2 separate regions of the Gossypium hirsutum genome follow, and region 2 is linked to region 1. The links are chromatin contacts, called in public Hi-C maps. All regions are on one chromosome and are shown on one strand. The core of a region is the stretch at or near the end of the contact, and the rest is flanking DNA. Distances in the headings are between cores, read along the strand shown. Region 1 holds the start of LOC107922024 (protein NAP1). Region 2 has its middle 100 kb from the start of LOC107948535.

What was found. A called contact is a pair of places that touch in the nucleus more often than the background predicts.
Region 2: a contact with region 1 is called in a Hi-C map of hypocotyl, with 2.2 times the contacts expected there. The contact joins the enhancer-like site here to the promoter of LOC107922024 in region 1. A contact is called at or near these places in 3 of 34 Hi-C or Micro-C datasets (callus, hypocotyl and petal).

Annotation. Positions count from the first base shown.
Region 1 is chrD01:39,676,464-39,679,707 of Gossypium_hirsutum_v2.1, reverse strand. It overlaps LOC107922024 (protein NAP1), which reads left to right and starts at 1,494. Exons shown (of 24, transcript XM_016851848.2): 1 at 1,494-1,684; 2 at 2,043-2,484; 3 at 2,575-2,649; 4 at 2,963-3,043. The coding sequence starts at 2,068.
Region 2 is chrD01:39,874,631-39,877,874 of Gossypium_hirsutum_v2.1, reverse strand. No RefSeq gene overlaps it. Among protein-coding and RNA genes, the nearest start is that of LOC107948535, 100 kb to the left of the region's middle. Within about 2 kb of position 1,659, at least 3 of the 9 cell types and tissues checked have an H3K27ac peak or open chromatin away from gene starts, as enhancers often do.

The sequences.
Region 1 (3,244 bases), core at 245-2,744:
GGTCTAATTACCATTTAAGGATCTCCAATTTAAAATTTCATAACAATTGGACACTTCTAACATGTAGAACTCAACTTTTGCACTTTTTACAATTTAGTTCTTTTGGCTAAATTGAGTGCCCAAACGTTGAAATTTTCGAACGAAATTTTCACGAAATTTTTCATTGAAATTGTAGACCATAAAAATATAATAATAATTATATTTTCTCTCGTCGAATTTGTGGTCCCGAAACCACTGTTCCGACTAGGCCTAAAATCGGGCTGTTACATTTGTGATATGCTATGACTTATATCTAATTGAGATATAATGATTAGATATTTATGTTTGAAATGTTAAATGACATGTATTTTTTTGTTATCATTTTCTAATTTTTTTTAAATTTGTTTTCATTTTATATTTTTTAAAAATTTAAAAACACATTTGGTAAAATAAAAATTCATTTTCAATAATAAAAATTTTGAAATTTGATACACTATTTTCTTATAATAGAAACATGATAAAGAAAATTAAAAGTTACAAGGTTTATATGGATTCGAACTAGGATAAGATATTTTGATATTTAAAAATTGTTGAGAAAATAAGAATTAATTAAATTTAAAGTTAAAAAAATTGTTTTCATTTTTTTAATTTTACAAAAATATTATTAATTTTTTATTGCTTTCTAATTTTTTGATATTTTAATTTTTTTTAAATATTTTCGAAAATTTTAATCAATGCCTTTTCATTAATATCTTTTATTATCTAAAAAAGTAAAATGAAACTAAACTCAACCTAAAATCTTAAAAATAAAAGATAAATAGTCTAAGCAAAGATCGATCCCTAGGGGGCTTTGGCATTCCCAAAATTTTGAAAAAGGTTTAATTTCTTCTTTGATTTTTTTATAAAATTTTAATTAGATGTCTCGAAAAATTTTAGAAATTTTCATTTCTCTTGCAATAAAAAAAATTAATTATACCCCTCAAATTTTTGAAAATTCTAGTTACATCTTTTAATTTTTATTTTGAGTTTTTAATAAATTTTATTAAAAATTTTAAAAATTTTCATTAATCTCATAAAATTTGATTTAAACCCTAATTTTTTTTAAATCTTCATTAAACTCTTAAAATTTTTAAATATTTTACTAAGCTCCCAAAATTTAATCCCAAATCCATCATTTGCATCTAAATTCTAAATTAAAAAAATACACTTAAAACGTATTTTCTCCATGTACGGAATGGATAATTAGGATAAAATGGCGATGGACAAGTACAGAATATGAATACGATAAAAGCAGTTAATTTTATTACATTAATTTAGTTTAGTACTGAAGATATGTATCCGGGCAAGGGCAAACAGAAGACCGCCACGTCACCAATAACGGAAAATTTCGTCCTTCCAACTATTCCCATGTACGCGCTATTTTCACATTATTATTAAATAAATAAAAACAGCAGAAGAAAAAAAATTGAAAAATTGTGAAATTATCCAGATAATAATTTTTATTTTATTTATAAATAAACCCTCACTTGGTTTGGCCTTGACGATTCCGCTTTATTTTCTTTCAGATCTGGAGTTGATGCTCTAAACGACGAAGAAAGACAACCGAACTTTTTTTTTTTTTTTGGCATTCTCAACGACAAATACTAGTTTCTTGTTTTTCTGTCTCTGTCTGCTTCTTCACAAAATGTGGTGAAGCTGAGCACCGGTAAAATCCTTTCAACTTCCTCACCTTTTTTTAATGTTTTAAGTGTCTAATTTTGGAATATCGAAATATTTTTTCTTTTCTTTTTTGGCTTTTGATTGTTGGATATTTTACTTAATTTTTTTTAACACTGGAATGCTCCACGAAGCTAACATTATTTTGTTGTTATTTTGAATATTTGCAAGTACTACTAGTTCGTTTTTCTTTTCCGAGTTATTGACTGAATTAATTCATTGGATTCTTCGTCTTGGAATTGACTGAACTGAAAAAAAAAGGGGGAAAAAGTAAGAGAAAAGAAACTTTTTACAATGCAGTTTGTGGGACTATATAATTATGGTCCTAATCGAACTTCCATTTGCAGAAACTTTAAGTGAATTGGTTCATCCATGGCGAAATCGCGGCAACACTATTCTTCTCAAGATTCATCCGTATCTCCTAGGGCTGGGAGATCGAGGGAATGGGAGGGTCCATCAAGGTGGACTGAGTATTTGGGTCTTGACACGACTTCTCCTTTCTCATCTAGAAGCTCTAGGTACATGAATTCTGATGGTCAGGTCCAGAGTTTGGGCGTGGGATCGCACAAGGGCTTGAACATGCAGTGGGTAGCGCAACTGGTTGAAGTTGCAGATGGCCTTATGGCCAAAATGTATAGATTGAACCAAATCCTGGACTACCCAGAACCTATAGGCCATGCATTTTCGGAAGCATTTTGGAAAGCGAGTGTTTTTCCTAACCATCCAAGGATTTGTATATTTCTCTCAAAAAAGTTCCCTGAGCACTTCAGCAAACTGCAACTTGAGCGTGTGAGATCTGAATTTTTTCATGTTGCTGTAGGCCTTCTTCTACTCGTGAGTATCTGATTGTTCTATTGTCTTTGATAAAAATCGGTGCAGGTTGATAAGGCTGCTCTGGATTCTTTGAGTGGTAATGCAGAAGTTCATTTGCAGAGTTTGGAACCATGGGTTCAGGTGAGGTTAATTGCCCTGCAAAAGTATAAATTATCAAAAGGGGATTTAAGGCCTATCAAAATTTCATTTGCTTCCTAGTTTAAGGCTTTAAATTCTAGGATTTAGTGTCTTTGATGTGTGCTGTACGCATCACAGCATGATTTAAGTTACATAATTCCTTGCAGGCATCTTAGCAGCTATATAGGTTGGATAACATTCTATTTCTTGGTTTTCAAATATACTTTTAGATTTCTTTCTTATGTGTATTTAGTTTATGAAAATTGTCCTTTTTCTTTATCTTTTTAATAGTGATTGATTGTTTTCCATGGATTAGCTACTTCTTGATTTGATGGCATTTCGAGAACAAGCTTTGAGACTCATATTGGACCTTAGCAGTACCGTTATCACCTTATTGGTAAGTGTGAACTCTCTCTTCTATGTTGCAAGTTTTATGTTGCTTTTTAGAAACACCAACTTGATCCACCTGCATTTTGGTGTTTGACTATATGGGAGGTACAAAAGAAATTGATGTGATGCACAAAATGTACCTAAACCAAATAGGTCCTTCTGATAGATTTTTTGATATATCCTTCTTGATCTGCTTAAAAGAATATTG
Region 2 (3,244 bases), core at 410-2,909, 200 kb before region 1:
TTCAAGTCAGATAGTTGGCCTAATGGGTAATTGACCTTGAAAATTTGATTTGAGATCGTAAATTGGGCCTGGGAGCCCAAACTAAGACCAAGACCCAAAAACTAGTCGAACCTTCCAGTATGTGAAACCGGGCCGACGGTCCAACCGGTGGCTAGACTAGACAGGTCGGGTCGTCATTGACTCGGATCAAACTAGCTCGGGGTACCGTAAGGGTGTCACACCTGCATTACCAAACATGGCGATGCCGGGGGCTACGACGGCGGCCTCTCGATGGCCGACGACGAATGGCAATCGGTGGTTAAGAAGTAGAAGAGTTACACTCCTACTTGGACTCTACTAGAGAATTTGATTTCAGATTAATTATTCCAAAAATAATATTATTTTAATAGAGTCAAATGTATAAGTTAGTTTTATGAGCTTGCAACGTAGTATGTTCTATAAAGGCTAACACAAGGTTTTAATCCATGGAGGACTATTATAAAGAGATGGAGATAGTCATGATTTGATTCAATATTGTGGAAGACCTTGAGGCCACCAAGGCGATGTTCCTTAGTGGACTTAAGTAAGACATAGCCAACTAAGTGGAAGTTGAACATTATGTGGAATTGGGACATGGTACACATGAATACGAAGGTGAAGAAACATTTGAGGTATTGACAGGCTGCAAAAAATCCCAATTATATATATATATATACACATCTATTAATATATTGTTATATAATAGTATTACAACTTTGACCTAAATTCAGTTAAACTTGTTAATAATGCTCATAATGTTAATATAAAAAACTCTTTATGAAGTTGATATAATTATATAAATTTTATTAATTATAAATAATATATATGATAGATTATAGTATGCACAATCTAGTCTTGCATAATATACTAATACACGTTATAGAATCAATAGTTATGTGTAATTTAGTGTATTGTAATAAAAAAATATATAATTGATTATATATAAAAATTTTATTAATATTTTAATATACAACACCTCGAAAATTTTGAAATTGAATTTCATATTGAAACGAGATTAGTTCAATAAAAAATTTGAATATAATAAATTACTTCAAAATTTTCAGATGAAATGATAAAATTTATATTTTTAATATTTTTTACGGGTCATAAATTTATTTGACGAGACTAAACTAAACTAAACTAAAATTTGATTTTGTTTTAAGGATTAAATTGAACTTTCAACAATTAGTGGGGGATTAATCTTGGAATTAAATCCATTTTTTTTCAATTTCAATATGTCAGTGCAGTGTGTTGTGCATTATTATTATTTAGTTTAATTATATTAGGAATTTTATTTTATTGGGATAATTTGGTTTTATTTTAATAATTAGAAGTAGATTAGAATAGGAGTCCTTAACCACAAATTTTCTCCTTTATCTTCCCTTGGCAGTCCAGTTTCTTGCCAATTTTGCCGAATGCCTGCTGCCAAATTACTCTTTCGTTTTTGCACCAACTGCTCCAAATTATAGAGTTTCAATTGGCTGATTCAAGCTTCAAGTTTATCTAGGTTTGTTGCTGATTGTTTATGCTCCAATAGCTTCAACTGCCAGGTTCTAGTTTTGTTTCTTCTTATTTCGGCCCCTGCTTTGATTTATTATGCTGATCAACTGCCATTCAATCTAGGCCGCTATTTTGCTGCTGAACTAGGTACTGCCTCACTTCTAAATCAAGCTGCTATTGGCCACCATTTGATGTTCCAAAATTGCTGCACTTTGTTGTCAAATCAGCCTCCAATTGCCAATTGAACATGTTCAAAAATCTGCTGCTATTTGGCTTAAATCTCCCCACCAATCGGTCTTAATTTAGTGGCGCTTTACTGTCCTATTGTTAACCGATTATTTCTGCTTCATTACCATTCAAATTGTTGTGAAGTGTCATTCCATATGTTGCAATTTGCTCCACAGTTTGCTTTAGAAATCTACAACTATTTGCTGTCACCGCTTGCTTCCAATTATTGGTAGTTAGATTTTGGATTGGCCTTTCTATCTTATTTATTTCAATTGAGGATTGTAGTTGCTTTTATTTGTTGTTATAATCTCGTTCCATGTTGCCCTTGAGATTGATTTGGTTTCGTGTTACAACCAATTGCTCCCCACTTGGTTTAGGATTAGTTTGAGATTAATTTTGGAATACTATAAAATTTGTTTAGTTTAAGATCGATAAAACTTGTAGATTAGATTACTTTTAGTCGATATATTTTGGTTAATATTAATTACATTAGATTCAAGTTAATTTAGACTTAAGTTATAAATAGTGTATATTAATTAGAAGTTATATCGATAGTTGAATCTTAATTAATTCAAGTATAAATGAATAAAATGCATTGAATTAATTTAGGATCATTCGCGTTTAATTTTTGTTGGATTAAAAGTTGTAATAAGACTAACATTTGTTTAAGATTAAAATTAAACTAATTTTCATGATAACTTAGATTTTGTTTTAATAAATCCGTATATTTTTTTCCTTAAAAAGTAGGCGAAGTGTCGGAAATGAATATTGTCGAGGATTGAACGTTTCTAAGTAACGATACTTAAAAAATTCGATTTGTGATCTCTAATTTCAACTGTCTTATATTAATGTTAATTTAAATGTGTGGTTTATCAGTCAAATATATTGTAACCTTTTGGACATAGTAGGCATGCCATAGAGTATATGGGTCCACTATTGTTTACTGTATGGTGCAAATTATCTTGTGCATCCATGAGTATGTTATTGTTGTGCTTTGTGTTATTTGGTGTGATGGTTGGTCATTGATTAAGTCGATTATAACACATATCAGAGTATTGCCAGTATTATAAGAAGTGTTCTTGTGCATTCTTCATTGATTGTTTGGTGTTCGATTGAGTACTTATGTGTCTGAATGTATTTCCTACATGTATTACTTGGGGTGAATTACCCAAAAACGCTGATTTTTAATCATAATTATCGGATTAGGCTGATTTTTGCGAAATTTATTGGATTAGGCCGATTTTGGAGAGAGAAAGGAAAAATGTGTCTAGCTGAATGCGTTTTCAATGGAGATGACAGGAAAATGCTTTCAATTGGATGCATTTTCAACTTTGGCTAGATGGTTAAATGTTAATTCTTTTATTCTTGAGTCTCGGGTTCGATTTCTCTCCTACTCACATTTGTATTTTTTATTTCATGTTACTTCAGGCTTTTTCAAATTTTAATTAATTTTTTTAATATGTTAGTTCTTTAGTTAGATGGTTAGATAGTTGTAAAT